Regions from separate parts of the Ovis aries genome. Here region 2 is linked to region 1. Evidence: chromatin contacts called from public Hi-C data. All regions are on one chromosome and are shown on one strand. Each heading gives the region's core, a stretch centred on a gene start, on an enhancer-like site or on the middle of the called end of the contact. The rest is flanking DNA. Distances are from core to core; before and after follow the strand shown.

Region 1 (3,724 bases), core at 185-2,684:
CACCTGGGCTGGCAGAAGGACTTACAGATTTCTTCTCTGTAGGACAAAAGGAAGAAAATGCATAACATAAAGTGAAGAAAAAAGAAAATTCTGTGTATTGCTAGGGTTAAAACTGCCCATATTAAGGGGCCACTTATATCTTTTCATCACTTTGTCGTGAATCCTTATCTCCTCTCCTTCTAGGTCCCAAGTATGGGGATCTTTTCTTTCCTGCTTTGTTTGAATTTTGAGGCCACTGAGCTGCCCTCCTGATATTATACCTCCTTTTGTTAGATTGAGGGGTGGGGAGCTGCTGGGACTTTGAGAATTCATACAGAAACATTACGGACAAAGAAACGCAGTGGAGACCAGCATGTGGGAAACAGCTTCTTTCTCCAGCGAAGTTCAAGTGTAGGCAGGAGGCTGGTGTCTAATTAGCAACAAGCTTGGAACCCCTTCCTTCTTACTCTGATAGCAGTGGTTTGAGTGTAAATCAGAGGAACTTTGTCATCAGAACTGAAAGGTACCCAAATTTAAAAAGCACAAGATATGTGAAATTTACCTGCTTTCTAAAAAGGTACAGAATTCAGCTAAATACTACCACACTATTGATTGTTGATGTGGTCCCTATACACTATCCTTCTCCAGACAGTGTGGGAAGCCACCTGGGGAGTCTGAGGCAGGAAGGGCAGGGTAGAAGCAGGGCCACCCAGGGCAAACCCAGCAGGCTCATGAGCACCAAGGGGATGCCTCTCTAAGCAACTAGGTGGTCCCCACAGCTTTGGACACTGTGTTTGGGGTAGAAAGAACTCCAGGAAGCCAGGCCACTGCTCCTTCTCTGGCTCCCTGGCTGGAGCTGTGACATGGTGATGAGGGCACTACTTACCTTTGCAGTGTCCATCGTAATCGACCTGGATTTTGGATCCAGTGAGGCAGGCATCTCTATGCAGCTCACAGTGGTTGAGGTAGGTCTTGCCGTTGCTGCCACACACAGGCCTCTTGTGAGGTTTGCATTGCTGAAACAGACCGTGGAGGATGCTGGTATAGTCAAGGCTGAGTTTGTGTGCACCACACACACACATGCACACACACACACACACACAACCATCTTGTGAGGAGTCCTCCCCAGCAGAGAAGACTTCTACCCTGCCAGGGCACAGGGAGCCCCAGCTCTGGCATCAGTGACCCTCCCCTACTCAGTGTTGGAGGAATTACGTCACCTTGCAGTCCCTCATGGTGCTCTGTGCTGATCCTGGCCCTGGTCATCTCTTCTTTTCAGTGAAAAGAAATACCCACTCCTTGACCCCAATCCGCTCAAATTAGCAGGAAGGGCATTTTATCCGAAGCCAGGAATCTGGATTATCTGTCACTTTATCACTTAGTAGAAAGTCATTCAATGTCTGGATATCAAAAAACCCCTTAAAATTCCAAAATTTTATGACACAAAACAGCCAGAGCTGGGAATATGGAAACATTGAAAGGAATGTTTCCACAGCCCCCGACCCTCATCACCCCAATTCTTCAATTCTTTCAGGGTCTAGCTATAAGAATCTTTGCTCTGTTGCCTTATTTAGTATTTTGTTTTTCTCCTAATCTCACAACAGTTGTTTTCAGGCAGCCGGAGGGGGTGCCAGATCTTTGTGAAGTGTGACAGAGGATCATTCTGGACCAGGAAATGGACTAAAGTTCACTTGGCAGCTTGATTCTACTTTGGCTATTAAAGTGCCACAGTGACAGGCAAGCTTAGTTTCTTTACACTTCTGTGGTTTTTTAAAGGGGGAAGGGGTAAGCAAGTTCTGCTTAGACCTAATAAAGACATTAAAGCAAACAAGAGTAGATGTGGTAAAAGAGCACAGGACCCTGGAACTGAAGGCAGGTCGACCTCTCCAATTTACAGACTGGAAAACCAAAGCCCAGAAAGACAAGCTTCACTTAACCAATATTTATCACTGGGCTATTAATATAACCCATTGGGCAAAGCAACTTGCGTCCTGAGCAAAGCCAAACATGGTCGGTCTTCAGGGCATCCAACAGCAATTAATTTGCTTAAAATCACACAATGGTATGTGGCCAAGTTGAGGTTAACCTCCAGGTTTCTGGACCCTAAATGGCCACAGAGTGGCCAGCTACACCACTAGTGACAACCTCCCAGAATCCTTAACAGATCTGGTTTGCAAGTTTTTGAGTTGAGAGACTTCCTTTCTGGGACAATGGGTCAGGATCCTTCAACTGGTTACTAAGGTGGGTGAATTAACTTGCAGCAGTATGGAGGAATCCAGTCTTGGGTTCTTCTGACAGAAAGAGGGGGAAAGGGCACACATCCAAGCTGTTTATGTTCGCTAAGAGAGAGAATTCTGCCTACAAAAGAAGTATTTCTCAAAAGCTCACTTTGTTTCTTTAATTTCATTAAAACCAAAACCAAACCTGAAAAATCTGCATTCCAGCTAGTATTTTAAAATGCACATATCCTTGACCTAGCAAGCCTAGGACTCAACCTAACAAGTGGGACTCAATCCTACAGAAATAAAGGCAACAGCACGTGAGAATATTTGGCCAAAGACATTACTGTTTACAATGGTAAACAACCTGAATGTCCATCTGTGGGAAAATGAGTACATAAATCTGGTTCTTTTATATCACTAAATATAACTGCGCTATTAAAAAATGAGAACTACATGTGCTGACCCATAGAGGGTTGTTGTTACATATTAAAGAGTACAAGACGCAAGTTGCATATATCTAGATCTGTCTACATTATGATCTCATTTTTGCATAAAATAGGGGGAAACTCTATATATTTATAGTTGCAGAGAAACAAAAAAAACTATGTGGAACAAATAAACACAAACTGTTAACACTGATTACCTCAGACTAAGGGGATTTGAAGGTTATGACGGGAGATTATTAACTTTATTGTTTGCATAAATGTCTGTATCACTTATAAAAAGCAATTGTTAATTTTGTAATTTGAAAACCTTATAAAGCTAAAGAATTTTTAAAATGAAAAAGATCCCTACATTCACATCTGATTTTTAACCCCCGAGATAAAAAGTGACTCTCTTCTTACAGAAAGTCAAGGTATGCTTTTATAAAGATGACAAAATCACTGGCTCTGCTCTGTAAACGGGTAGCTAACCACATGGCCTTGGCCACCATCCTCTGGCTCTCGCCCACAGTTCTTACCTCGATGCAGAGGCAGGTAGGCTCTCCTTTCTCTGTGACTGCACATTCCCGGCCAGCTCCACAAAACACATTGGCACAGATCTTGGATTTGCTCCTTACTTGCTCCTGAAACACAAAGCCATCAGGGAAACACTGTCCATGGGTGGAGCCCGTCTCTGGATGACTCAATGGTGGTGATTATCTCTCAGGCTTGGGTGTGGTCCAGTCGAGGCTCCTGGTGCTGAAGGGTCCTGCACAGCCAGAAGTTCTCCCTGACAGCCGGCATCAGTCTTGCTAGCTCTGCTCCTGCCCAGGCACAGCTGCCTATGAATCCCTAAGATCATTTCTCAAAGATCAAGTGTGTCTTTCTAGCAAGCTTCCTTTCTTCTGAAAATGTTTACTGAACACCCATTAAATGCTAGTACTAGGCTAAGGACAGGAGATATAAAGGCACAGTCCCTGTCCTCAAGAAGTTCCATGGCTATCCAAGGAAACACAATAAAGAGACATCCAGAAAGCAGTAGGGAAGTGTAACAGGAGGGCAAGACTCAAACGAAGCTTTCTAAAGATAGGATGCCTTCAC
Region 2 (3,975 bases), core at 1,286-3,785, 120 kb after region 1:
GCCTTCTAACATCATGAATCGCCAGTAGCCAGCCAACTATTTCATCTGTCTCTAGCAGCTCCTTACCTCTAGTCTTACCGTGTATCCATCCACATGGAATCGATCATAGTCTTCTTACCACAGATCTGACTGTACCACTTCTGCATTTAGCACCCAATTACTATCCTGCCAAGTGAATGAAATCCAAACCCTTTATCAAGGTATTCAGTACCATTTGGGCTCTAGCCCTTCCGTCCCTGTCTCATGAGGGCTTGTCTTAGGGATTGTCCCATCACACTGCTTCCAGTCCCCAGTTCCTGGGAACGAGTAACAGTTACTCTCACTTGCCTCTCTACATTAGCACATGCTCTTCCATCTTTCTGAAACATCTCTCTTTGCTGTTATCTGGTGGGAAAATTTCTACCTCTCCTTCACAATGCATTATAAGCATCTTCCTCTGTGAACCTTGTAATCTTTAGTTTTGAATTTAAGAAATTTTTATTTTATACTGGATTAAGTTGGTCAACAATGCTGTGATAGTGTCAGGTGTACAGCAAAGTGATTCAGTTATACATATACACGTCACCTACTCTTTTAAAAGTTCTCTTCCCATTTAGGCTGTTACAGAATATTGAGTAGAGTTCCCTGTGCTATACAGTCGTTGGTTATCCATTTTAAATATAGCACTGTGTACACGTCTATCCCAAACTCCCTAACTATCCCTTCCCCCCACCCTTGGCTTCTGGTAACCATAAGTTTGTTCTCTAAGCAGCACCTTTTTAAAAGTAGAGTTGATCATTTAGTCCCTTTATGCCACAACTGATCATCAGCAAACTCCACAGCAGTACTTATTTCACTGAGTTAAAATCATGTTTTTTACGTATCAGTCTCTCTTCTTTTAAACTGTGAGCTCCTTGATAGCTAGGATCGTGACTTGCTATCTTAGTATCTCCAGTGCCTAAAGCAGTGTCTGTCACATGATGGATGTTTAATAAATGTTCATCTAATGAATATTTAAATGAATGAATAAATGATGTACACTTTGAAATATTTCTTACACTTAAATTTCAATTCAGTGTTTATTCAATATTTAAAAGTTCTTGGAGAAAGCTATGAGCTTGTGCTATGTTTACTGTATCTTCTGTTAATGAAGAAGGATGGACAGTATTACAGCCTTACAGAAATACAGTAACAGAAATTCTTGATTTGGTTAGGGGAGCTTCTTTACAAAAAAGTTAGTGAAAGTGATACAAGAATGAGCTGAAGCTGTAAAGAGGTTAAAGTGACTGATTCTTACTGATGTGGAAATATTACTGAAAGATTCAACTTTCTCTCTCTTTGGGAAGTCAAGGAGCACAGAGAACACTGATAAGGACTGAGAGGATTCAGGTGATTGAGATGAGAAGCTTAAGGAAACATCATTTCAGTCTGTAACGTAAAAACAAATGGTGTGGGGGTCGGGGGACAAGCACACTTCCTTGAGCTTTTCCCTTCTGAACCATGAAAAAACAACTCTACCATAATTAATATACATTTTCAATAAACTGTATTTCATTAATACTTCTTCAAAAATCATTGTTCATCTATGTTATATATACTATCTCTTAATTAACTAGACTGTTCCATTAATCAGCTCATCATTCCATCTCTGACCAGTCTCTATGAGTAGAATTACTATATATTCAAAAACAGTAAATAACAAACAAAATCTCCCCCAACCCAAATATCCTGATGACCATGTTATCTTTTCTGATCCATAGTCAGTTATAATTTGGGTGGTCTCCCGCTTGACTTGTGCTGAAACTGCCACACAGGGCAAGTGGAAGGGAGTCACTGGGAAGCTGGAGTGGGAAAGGAATTTGTAGCTGTTGCTGTTTATTTGCTTAGTCGTGTCTGACTCTTTGGAACTCCATGCACTGTAGCCCGCCAGGCTCCTCTGTCCATGGAATTTTCCAGGCAAGAATACTGGAGTGGGTTGCCATTTCCTTCTCCAGGGACTCTTCCTGACCCAGGGATCAATCCTGTGTCTCCTGCATTGCAGGCAGATTCTTTACCACTGAGCCACTATGGAATATTCTCTATCAAACTGAGATAACGATCAGGAGAACTCTGCCAACTATAGGGATTGGTGCAGAGCAGGAAAGGAGGCTGAGTCTTCATTTTGGACATCAGTTTTGGCCAGATATGGAAGCAACAGTGGGAGGTCTCCCTCTCCATGAATCTGGAAACCAGGGACACAAGGTCACCTTCAGAGTTGAACTATCAATGGTAAAATTCACAGACAATGGCTGTGATTAGTCACCCGTGGGAGTAAATCAAGAGACTGAAATGCATGGACCTCATGAAACTCCAATCAAGGGAGGAAATTTGGATGTAATCAGAGGAAGGCAGGTCCAGAATGTGAATGCCATTGCATAGAAGATAATCAACTGAACTGCCCATCGCCTGGGGGAAGACTGGGTGAAGGTGGGTGAGGGTGTGGGCAGAATGGGAAGCGGTCAGTGTGGACGACAGGAAATAAAAACCCCAAGGCATCTTAAGATGGTAGTGCACACCCGAGCCCTGTGCAGGGCAGAGATTCTGCCTTTTGTGGTTGCTGTGGAACAGGAGTGCCTCTTATCTCTCTACAGTATCCCGTGTGCCCTGTGCTCAGCATCTGTGTTCATTCTGATCCTGGGACTGGCTGCCCTGGGCAGTGGACATAAGCTTTCAGTCCCTGGGAAGAAATGTCTTCCATTATAAATTTCTACTTTGGCTATGAGTAACTTCTTGGATTTGAGTGATTCAAGTGACCTTGGATTCTGGAAACTTCTGGAAACCTGATGAGGATAAACATTGGAATTTGGAAAGTGCTCAGCTCCTCAAGGGGATGCTACAGCAAACCCTGGTGGGCAGCTACAGCCTCCTTCCAAGAATGCACTGACCTCATCTTTAGTCCTTTGCTGCCTTCCATAGACAGTACCACAGTAGCCACTTAGATCAAGGATTCTTAACCCCATCGGAGCCAATGACCTATTTTCAAGTGAATGTTTTGTTAGGTCCTATTTACTATCTGGAATTATTAACCTCCTATATGTGCTTAGTTGCTTAGTAGTGTCAGACTCTTTGGGACACTTTGGACTGTATGTAGCCTGCCAGGCTCCTCGGTCTGTGGGGTTTTTCAGCCAAGAATACTGGAGTGGGTTGTTGCTTCCTTACCTGAGGATCTTCCCAACAGAGACTGAACCCATGTCTCCCGTGTCTCCTGCACAGCAGGCTGGTTCTTTATGCACTGAGCCATCAGGGAAACCTCCTACACACATCTTTCTAAAAGTCAACACAGTGTCCTAATGATGAAGATAAATTATTGATAGAAGAGGAATAATTTATAACTAACTAATATGTATTGGAGTATATTAATATTTAGGGAAGACTAACTAGGAGGTAGAATGAAGCAGTTGCTTTGAAATCTGAGTGAATGTGGCAGAGACTAATGTAATAGAGACATGTTTGCTGCAACTCAAATCACAATAGTGAAATTGCTGGCAGCCAAATGCTTTTCTGAAATTGTGAATACTGTTGGTAAAGTTCTGAACAAACACAGCGCCATCTTCTCTTCCTTTAAAAAGGCTTAAGTGGCATTTACAGAAAAATCAGTGTATATTAAAATATACAAAAGTAACTTGTGTTTCCAAGTAAAATGGAATTGAATTTCACAGCACATAATTACAAGCAGATTGTCCCACACAAATATCCAGTGTGACCTCCGACATTTGCACAGGACACACGACACTTGTTGGTGCACAGTATCAAGTAGCCAGCACCCTTGGTTCCACTCATTAAATGCTACTAGTGCCCCTCCTAATAACTGCGACAATCAAAAGTGCTCCCTAGAGCTTCCAATGCATCTCCTAGAGGCTGGTACCTTTCTTCCTGAGATACACTGATTTATGAGAACAGAAAACAATGAAGTGAAGTTGTTAGTCACTCAGTTGTGTCTGACCCTTTACGACCCCA

The links. Hi-C and Micro-C count contacts between places; a contact is called where the count stands out from the background.
Region 2: a contact with region 1 is called in a Hi-C map of mesenteric adipose tissue, with 2.1 times the contacts expected there. The contact joins two enhancer-like sites. A contact is called at or near these places in 8 of 16 Hi-C or Micro-C datasets (liver, mesenteric adipose tissue, muscle and 3 more).

Annotation. Positions count from the first base shown.
Region 1 is chr1:186,010,352-186,014,075 of ARS-UI_Ramb_v3.0, forward strand. It overlaps FSTL1 (follistatin like 1), which reads right to left. Exons shown (of 11, transcript XM_060418423.1): 3 at 3,163-3,267; 4 at 866-995; 5 at 4-36. Among named protein-coding and RNA genes, the nearest start is that of FSTL1, 39 kb to the right of the region's middle. Within about 2 kb of position 1,435, at least 5 of the 54 cell types and tissues checked have an H3K27ac peak or open chromatin away from gene starts, as enhancers often do.
Region 2 is chr1:186,133,161-186,137,135 of ARS-UI_Ramb_v3.0, forward strand. All of the region lies in intron 3 of LOC114118893 (a long non-coding RNA gene), which reads right to left. Among named protein-coding and RNA genes, the nearest start is that of NDUFB4, 36 kb to the right of the region's middle. Within about 2 kb of position 2,536, at least 1 of the 54 cell types and tissues checked has an H3K27ac peak or open chromatin away from gene starts, as enhancers often do.